2 separate regions of the Mus musculus genome follow, and region 1 is linked to region 2. The links are chromatin contacts, called in public Hi-C maps. All regions are on one chromosome and are shown on one strand. The core of a region is the stretch at or near the end of the contact, and the rest is flanking DNA. Distances in the headings are between cores, read along the strand shown. Region 1 holds the start of Igfals (insulin-like growth factor binding protein, acid labile subunit). Region 2 overlaps Meiob (meiosis specific with OB domains).

What was found. A called contact is a pair of places that touch in the nucleus more often than the background predicts.
Region 1: a Hi-C map of liver shows a contact between it and region 2, with 5 times the contacts expected there. The contact joins the promoter of Igfals here to the enhancer-like site in region 2. A contact is called at or near these places in 28 of 39 promoter capture datasets (the 3T3-L1 cell line, 3T3-L1-derived adipocytes, the C10 cell line and 18 more), 20 of 484 Hi-C or Micro-C datasets (3T3-L1-derived adipocytes, the AML12 cell line, the G1E-ER4 cell line and 8 more), 5 of 115 datasets of contacts at active chromatin or transcription factors (the 230-238 cell line, the SCID.adh cell line and embryonic stem cells) and 3 of 9 other capture datasets (adipose tissue, liver and pancreatic islet).

What each region holds. Positions count from the first base shown.
Region 1 is chr17:24,876,612-24,880,024 of GRCm38.p6, reverse strand. It overlaps Igfals (insulin-like growth factor binding protein, acid labile subunit), which reads right to left and starts at 1,278. Exons shown (of 2, transcript NM_008340.4): 1 at 1,201-1,278; 2 at 1-72. The coding sequence starts at 1,216. Gm41549 (a long non-coding RNA gene) reads left to right here and starts at 1,956. Exons shown (of 3, transcript XR_876682.3): 1 at 1,956-2,029.
Region 2 is chr17:24,819,809-24,823,265 of GRCm38.p6, reverse strand. Meiob (meiosis specific with OB domains) reads right to left here. Exons shown (of 14, transcript NM_029197.1): 5 at 3,322-3,394. Among named protein-coding and RNA genes, the nearest start is that of Meiob, 17 kb to the right of the region's middle. Within about 2 kb of position 1,480, at least 14 of the 459 cell types and tissues checked have an H3K27ac peak or open chromatin away from gene starts, as enhancers often do. A contact at or near this core is called in adipose tissue and liver, where this site is marked.

The DNA of each region.
Region 1 (3,413 bases), core at 29-2,528, 57 kb before region 2:
GATCTGTCCCCTGCAGGTAACAGGGGCCCAGTGCCACCCAGAAAGCCAGAAGCACCACCAGGGCTGGGCTTCCTGTGGGGAGAAGGGTTGGCAAGGAGATGCCCCCAGGATATGAACCAAACCCTGGGCTTCCCTAACCCTCAGCCATTGTAAGAGATGGCATCCACCATCCCACTTTGATACTAAGCAAACACTGGTGACAGCCACGTCCTATCTTTTGAAGCCACTTCAATTTCCCAGACCCTGGAACCAGCAAGTGGTGATCCCCGTCGCACTGCAAGGGCACAGAGGGCCTGGGTCTCCCACATCACCCTGCTCTCCAGGCAACCTGGGCCCTGGCCACTAGGCAGGCTGTGTCCTCTAGGGTGTACAACAGCCAGGCTGAGAAACAGAATCGAAGTGCAGTCCAAGAGCTGACTCTTGCAGAATACTTGGGGATATAGACCCAGGTAGCATATTCATTTGTGGTCCTCAATGGCTAGGCAGCAAGCTGGGCATTCCCTGCCTGTTGGGCCCTCATATGGGTGAAGCGTGCCTTATTTGCTCCCCATTATATGAAGGCTATAACCCTTACTGGTAGAAGAGTGGGGGTCTAGAAAACCCCAACTGTCCATTCAACCAAGCGTCAAATCACATGAACCCAGCTAGCACCCCAACTTAATCTGCCTCGGGTGTATGCTGAGAACCCCAGATCAAGTTGGGAAGAACGACACTGTCCCGCACCTGCGCAGTTTGTATCTGGTGTGACTGTGTAACGGTGGTTTGGAAGTGGGGGAAGCCCTAGGCATTGTGGGAGCACACCAATGGCAGACGAGGAAGAAGACATTTTCCCGTTCACCCAGGGCCAGGCCCTTAAGAGAAACGGTAGCCAGAAGGATCTCGGGCTGTGTGCAGCATACCATCTCAGCAAGCTATGAGACCAGAATATGGGGAGCAATGAGCCCCATTTCTGCACCTTGCGCCCAGGGGTGAGGTACTTGTTTCTTCTGCCTACCCTGCCTTCATCTGGCCCTTTCCCACAGTGCCGCCACCAAGGGGGAAAGTAACCGAGACCCTCCGGTGCCAGGAATTGTATCCAAGACCCAACCCAGAATTCCCACCAGCCCACCCTGAGTTAAGCCTACTGCGGCTTCTCCCAGAGGGCTCTGGCTGAGGACCAGCTACCCTCAGAGCAAGTGGCAGGGGAGACGGATTCCTCACCTGTTCTCAGAGCCATTGTTCCTTGTACAGAGCTGGCCGCAGGCAGGCAGTGAGCAAGGGCCGTCTACAGCACAGGCTGCTGCCCAGTGGATTTCCCCACTGCCTGTAGCTGGCAGCCCTCAGCTGGCCCTGCCCCACACTCTGGCTCCTTTAACCCTCTAGGGCTGGGCAACAAGTCTCAACAGAAGCTCCTCTGGATGCGGGTGGTGCAGGGGAGGGGCACTTTGTCCGCCCCAAAGTCTCGGGGATTGGGGGGCGGGGGAGCAATTGAAAGCCACCTCTGCTGGTGTTGGAGGTAGAGGCTTGGTGGAGTAGACCTTCAGGATTGGTGCTCAAGGTAGGTGTAGGGGGGGCCCTGTCTCCCAGTAGGTTCAGCTAAGGTGAGGGAGCTCGGGGGTTCCTGGGAATTCCCCCCACTCACCTCTATACGGAGCAGATGGCTCTGTCAGGCTTAAACAGTTTGCCCTGTTTCCTAAGGCCTTGCCTATACTTCTCGAATGCTCTCTGACCTGGGGTTTCTTAGGCCTAAGTGGGCCCACCATTTGTGCCTCCCAGTCCAGGGGTTTGTCTAAGGCCCAGTCTCAGTCTTCCTGTGACCTCTAGGTCAGCTGACGGCTGGCTACCGCCCCTCCCCCAGGGCCTCTTCTAGGAACACCTGGCAGAGCCACCAGCTACCTCGTGTTTGCTCTCCCCAGCACAGTCCTCCTAGAAAAGGGTTGGCAGGAAGACAGTGGGGCACCGCAGCCTCAGGGGCAGAGCCAGTTTCTGCTGGCCTCCACAGTATGGAGGGCCTAACAACCTACTACTTCCTTGTGTACAAAGACCCCAGGTAAACATGCTGCCCCAGGGGGAGGCAGGAGGGCCATGTGTGGGGCCCTCAACCTGGCCCTGGCTCCACTCACCCTGCCGGAGCCACATCTCAGCTTCCTCCTCCAGGGCCTGAAACCTGTGACCTGACGGACACTCCAGCCAGTCCTGCCTGAGCTCTGTCCCTTTGCCCTGCCCGGGATGGGGGGAATGCACACGGGAGGGGCCAGGCAAGGCAGTGCTGGGTTTCAGAAAGAACAGCTTCTCAGGGGCTTGGGGGACATTGGGAGCCATCTCTAAGCAAGCAGAGGAAGTAGGCAGGTCTGGGAGGGTCAGGGGCTGTGGCTCCCACCATGCCTCCCCATGTCTAGGGCATTTTCCATGTTATTCCTCAGCCTCTTTTCTGAGAAATTATAGATCGGCAGGGAGGGAGTCTCCGCCCAGAGCCACAGAGCAGTTTACACAGCAAAAGTGCGGTCTCAGCAGAGCTGCGGGGCCAGTAGCCAGCCTCTGCTGAGAGCAGGGGCCAGCAGTGCCTGAGTCCCTGTGGGCCCTGCTGGACTAGGATCTCTTCCTGTCTCCAAGCCCTGCTTCATGTGGTGTGGAAGCCTTGCCAGGCTTGCTTCACCCAAGCGAAGTGCTGCCACCACACCACACCACACCACACAGGAACACAAGGCCCAGCCACTGAAGAGCCGTAACCCCCGACAACTCTGCTATTCTATCCAGGGTTACCTCCTGGTGCCTTCCCTGGGCCCTGTGTCTAGCCTGGAATATGCCAACAGACAGAGCCTATGTTTCTTCAGGCATCATCCAAGTGAAATGCAGCCATCATGGTACAATTGTCCTGGCTGGACACTCAGCGCCTCCCTCCGGGACCACACCCAGTGAAGCTGTGAATGGTGACTTTCGAGGTCTGAAGGGCCTGTGAGTGTTTCTGTGGAGGCAGCACTTGAGTGTCCACAGGGAAGTGTATGTCCTCCCTAACACTTCTATCCCTGTACCTCGCTGACTGGTAGATGCCTGCCTGTCCATTGTTCATTGTTTTCTGGATTTCTGGTGAGGCCAAACACGCTGAAGCTGTCCAGCTACCAGACACAGATTGTGGATATTTATTGGTTCTTCAAGATAGGGTTTCTCTGTGTAACATCCCTGGCTATCTTGGAACTCACTTTGTAGACCAGGCTAGCTTCGAAATCACACAGATCCTCCTGCCTCTGCCCCCCAAGTGCTGGGATTAAAAGCATGCACCACTACTTGGCTCTTTCTTTTTCTTTTCTTTTCTTTCTTTCCCCTTTTTTTTTTTTTTTGACAAGGTCTCCAGTAGACCAAACTAGCCTCGAACTTGAAATATTGTAAAGGATGGCCTTAAACTCTTGCTTTTCCTGCCTCTACTTCCCAAGTGC
Region 2 (3,457 bases), core at 231-2,730:
ATATATATATTTTTTTAAAGATGTATTTATTTATTTATTTAGTGTATATGAGTACATTGCTGCTCTCTTCAGACACATCAGAAGAGGGCGTTACAGATGGTTTGAGCCACCATGTGGATGCTTGGAATTGAACTCGGGACCTCTGGAAGAGCAGTCAGTGCTCTTAACTGCTGAGCCATCTCTCTAGCCCAGAAAGTTATATTTTTAATATTAAATTTTTGTACAATATTTATTTTCTGTGTATGAAGGTTTTGCCTAAATCTATGCCTGTGTACAATATGAATGTAGTACCTGTAGAGTCCCAAAAATAGCATCAGATCCCTTGGAGCTAGAGTTACAAATGCCTGTGAGCTGGGAATTGGACCTGGGACCTCAGGAAGAGCTGAGCCATCTTTCCAGCCCCTATATTTTTTACTCTTAAAACATCAAATAATGGTATAAAATGTTTTTCTCCATAATGAATTTTATATCAGTCTTTAAATATTTCTTCATTGAAATAATGTTCTTTTAATTAAGAACATATATTGAGAACTTTTTTCTGTGAGTTCTAATCATACTAGTTGTAGGTTCTTGCCCAAGACCTGAAGCTGTAGTCTTCTTTTCTGTTAAACAGGGCATGAAAATACTCTAAAACTTCAGATTATAAAAAACAGAGGCCCCATTGTTTCTTTTTTTAAATTTATTTATTTTATTCTGTGTGTATATTTTTTTTGGCCTGCCTATCTGTGTACCTCATGTGTGCCTTCTACCAGTAGAATTCAGAAAAGAGTATCAGACTCTGTGAACTGGAAGTGCATGGCTGTGAGCCCCAATGCAGGATCTGGGAACTGAACTCAGGTCTTCTGAAACCAGTTCCCTTAACCACTGAGCCATCTGTGTAGCCCCATATGAAGACCTTGACCTTGGCATTATTATCACCAGGTTTCTGACCATTGTTATTTCTTCTATGATGCTGATTGCTTTATCTATGTGCCTGAAGTCAAGAACTCTGTTTGCTTACTTTGTATTGCTAATACATGAAGCAGATTCAGAGTTTTAGAGTGTGGAAGACTCCAGTGATGTTCCCCTTTCCTGGTACCCAAACCTCTCACAAAGCCTCCTTCACAGAGCTCTTTGCCTTAGTTATTCACGATATCATGCCTCCAGTCCTGGCCCTGGTCCCCTGACTCATCTCCTCGGGGACTCATCCTTCACATTACAGTCAACTTGGTCTTCCTAAGCAGGATATTATTTTCCAGCTAAAAGACTTCCTGTTCCTTACTTCTCCCTGAGAAGTGAACATCACTAAGAAGTGTCTCTGCTCCTCCCTTTCCTCACTGCTCTGGAGTCCAGCTATGCCAGGTTATTAGGCTATGAAATTGCTATTTTAGGTGAATATTTGTTAAATGTCAGCAGTTTGCTGTTGCTCAACCTAAAAGTTAATTATTCAAGATATTCTGGAAAATGCCAAGAGGTTTCACATTTGTTGGGTCTACCAAACATGTCCCTCCCACCTCCCATACATATTTACTAAAAATCAATTATGTGACTGTCTCTGATCTAGGCATGGGTAGAACATGATACAAAATACACTTAATCTCATAAGCTCATATATGTGAGCAGGAATCATAAAAAATTCAAGTCATCTCAGAATGTGATCTGGATTCCAACACTAAGAGTAGGGAGAAAGTCCTGCTGAGTGACTGGAAAGGTTAAATGAGTTAACATTCAACCTGAAGAATCAAACATTCAGGTAGATAGGAGAATGTTCTGTGCAGAGGGACTGGAAAGTAGAACGGATCTTAGGGCAGAGTGAGTCCAGGTGTTCATAAAAAGGAAAATTCTCAGTGGCTGCAAAGAGACAAGAGCCATTTATAGACCAGCATGGAGTTAGCTGGCACAGAATTGCCCCTGGACAGAATCACCTTGGAAGTAAGGCTTCCTCTCTCATTCCCTACCCCATCCTGATAAGAAATGAACTACAGGCAATGGATAATTTAGGATACAAAAGCTCTGACCCTCTGCATAAGGCCATGCTCCAAGAAGAGCACACTCCAGAGCTTGCTTCCTCCTGAGCTCCAGCAACAGCCGATCCCCAACCCCATCCTTGCAGGGTTCTCCTAAGAGCCCTCCCTCAATAGGCCACTCGGAAAGAATTTTTCTATCAAGTTCTCCCTCCAGGGAACCTGACCTAAGACAAAGGGCATGTGAGAGGATTAAAAGCCGGATACAATATTATGTACTGCCAGTGTTTATCTTTGTTTAGATATTTTTTAAATATTTATTTTTGTGTGTATTTGTTTTCATCTATGGAAGTCTATGCCATTTGTTTTTGTGGTGTGCAGAAAGGCCAGAAGAGGGTGTTAGCGTCCCTGGACCTATCTGCCTAATAGGAATGCTAGAACTGGATGCAGGTCTTCTGCAAGGGCAGCAAGTGCTCTTAATTGTTGAGCCATCTTTCCAGCCCTTCTAATTGTTTAGTTTTATTCTAACTAGAGTCTTGTTTTTACAAACCTAAGCATTCAGACTCCATATCTGAAGATTCTGCATCCACAAACCCAAACAATCATGTATCAAATTTAAAAAAAAAACCACTATAACTAATACAAATACAGCATAACTACTCACATGGCACTCATATGACATTAGGTGTTATAGGTAACAATGATTTCAAATATAGAGGAAGTTGTGCTTAAGTTGTATGTAAGGAATTTGAGCACCCATGGATTTTGGTAGCCTGGAAGACTTTTTTATTTAACCCTACACAGATACCAAGAGAAAATTAGCTTTTTGTGATTATAAAAATTATAAATTATGTCATTATCTTAAAGATAAATATTCTGGGCTAGTGAGATTGCTCATCGGGTAAGAGCACTGACCTCTCTTCCAGAGGCCCTGAGTTCAAATCCCAACAACCACATGGTGGCTCAAATCCATCTGTAATGAGATCTTACACCCTTTTCTGGTATGTCTGGAGACAGCTACAGTGTACTTATGAATAATAATAAATAAATCTTTGGGCCAGAGCAAGCAGGGAATGAGCGAGCAGAGTTGACCAGAGTGAGCAGAGGTCCAAAAAAAAAATTAAATTTCCAACAACCATATGAAGGCTCACAACCATCTGTGCAGCTACAGTGTACTCATATACATAAAATAAATAAATAAATAAATAAATAAATAAATCTTTTTTAAAAAAAAAGATAGATATTCCAAGAAAGAATTCATCAACTCTTTTCAAATTGAAACAGGGCAACTTCTGAAAGTTTTCTGCTAATTTGATATAAAATTATTAATATCATTCTAGCACAAAAATGTTTGTTCTCTGGGTGGACAGATATTTACCTAGGAGTTGCAGGGCTAAACTTTTCTTCTCTTTCTGTGTCCTTTCTTTGGATCAGGGGATTTTCAATTATCACTAAAACAGAGGTCAAAGTATAGTAACATCACAAAAACTCACAGAAGATTAATCAGAGCTAAG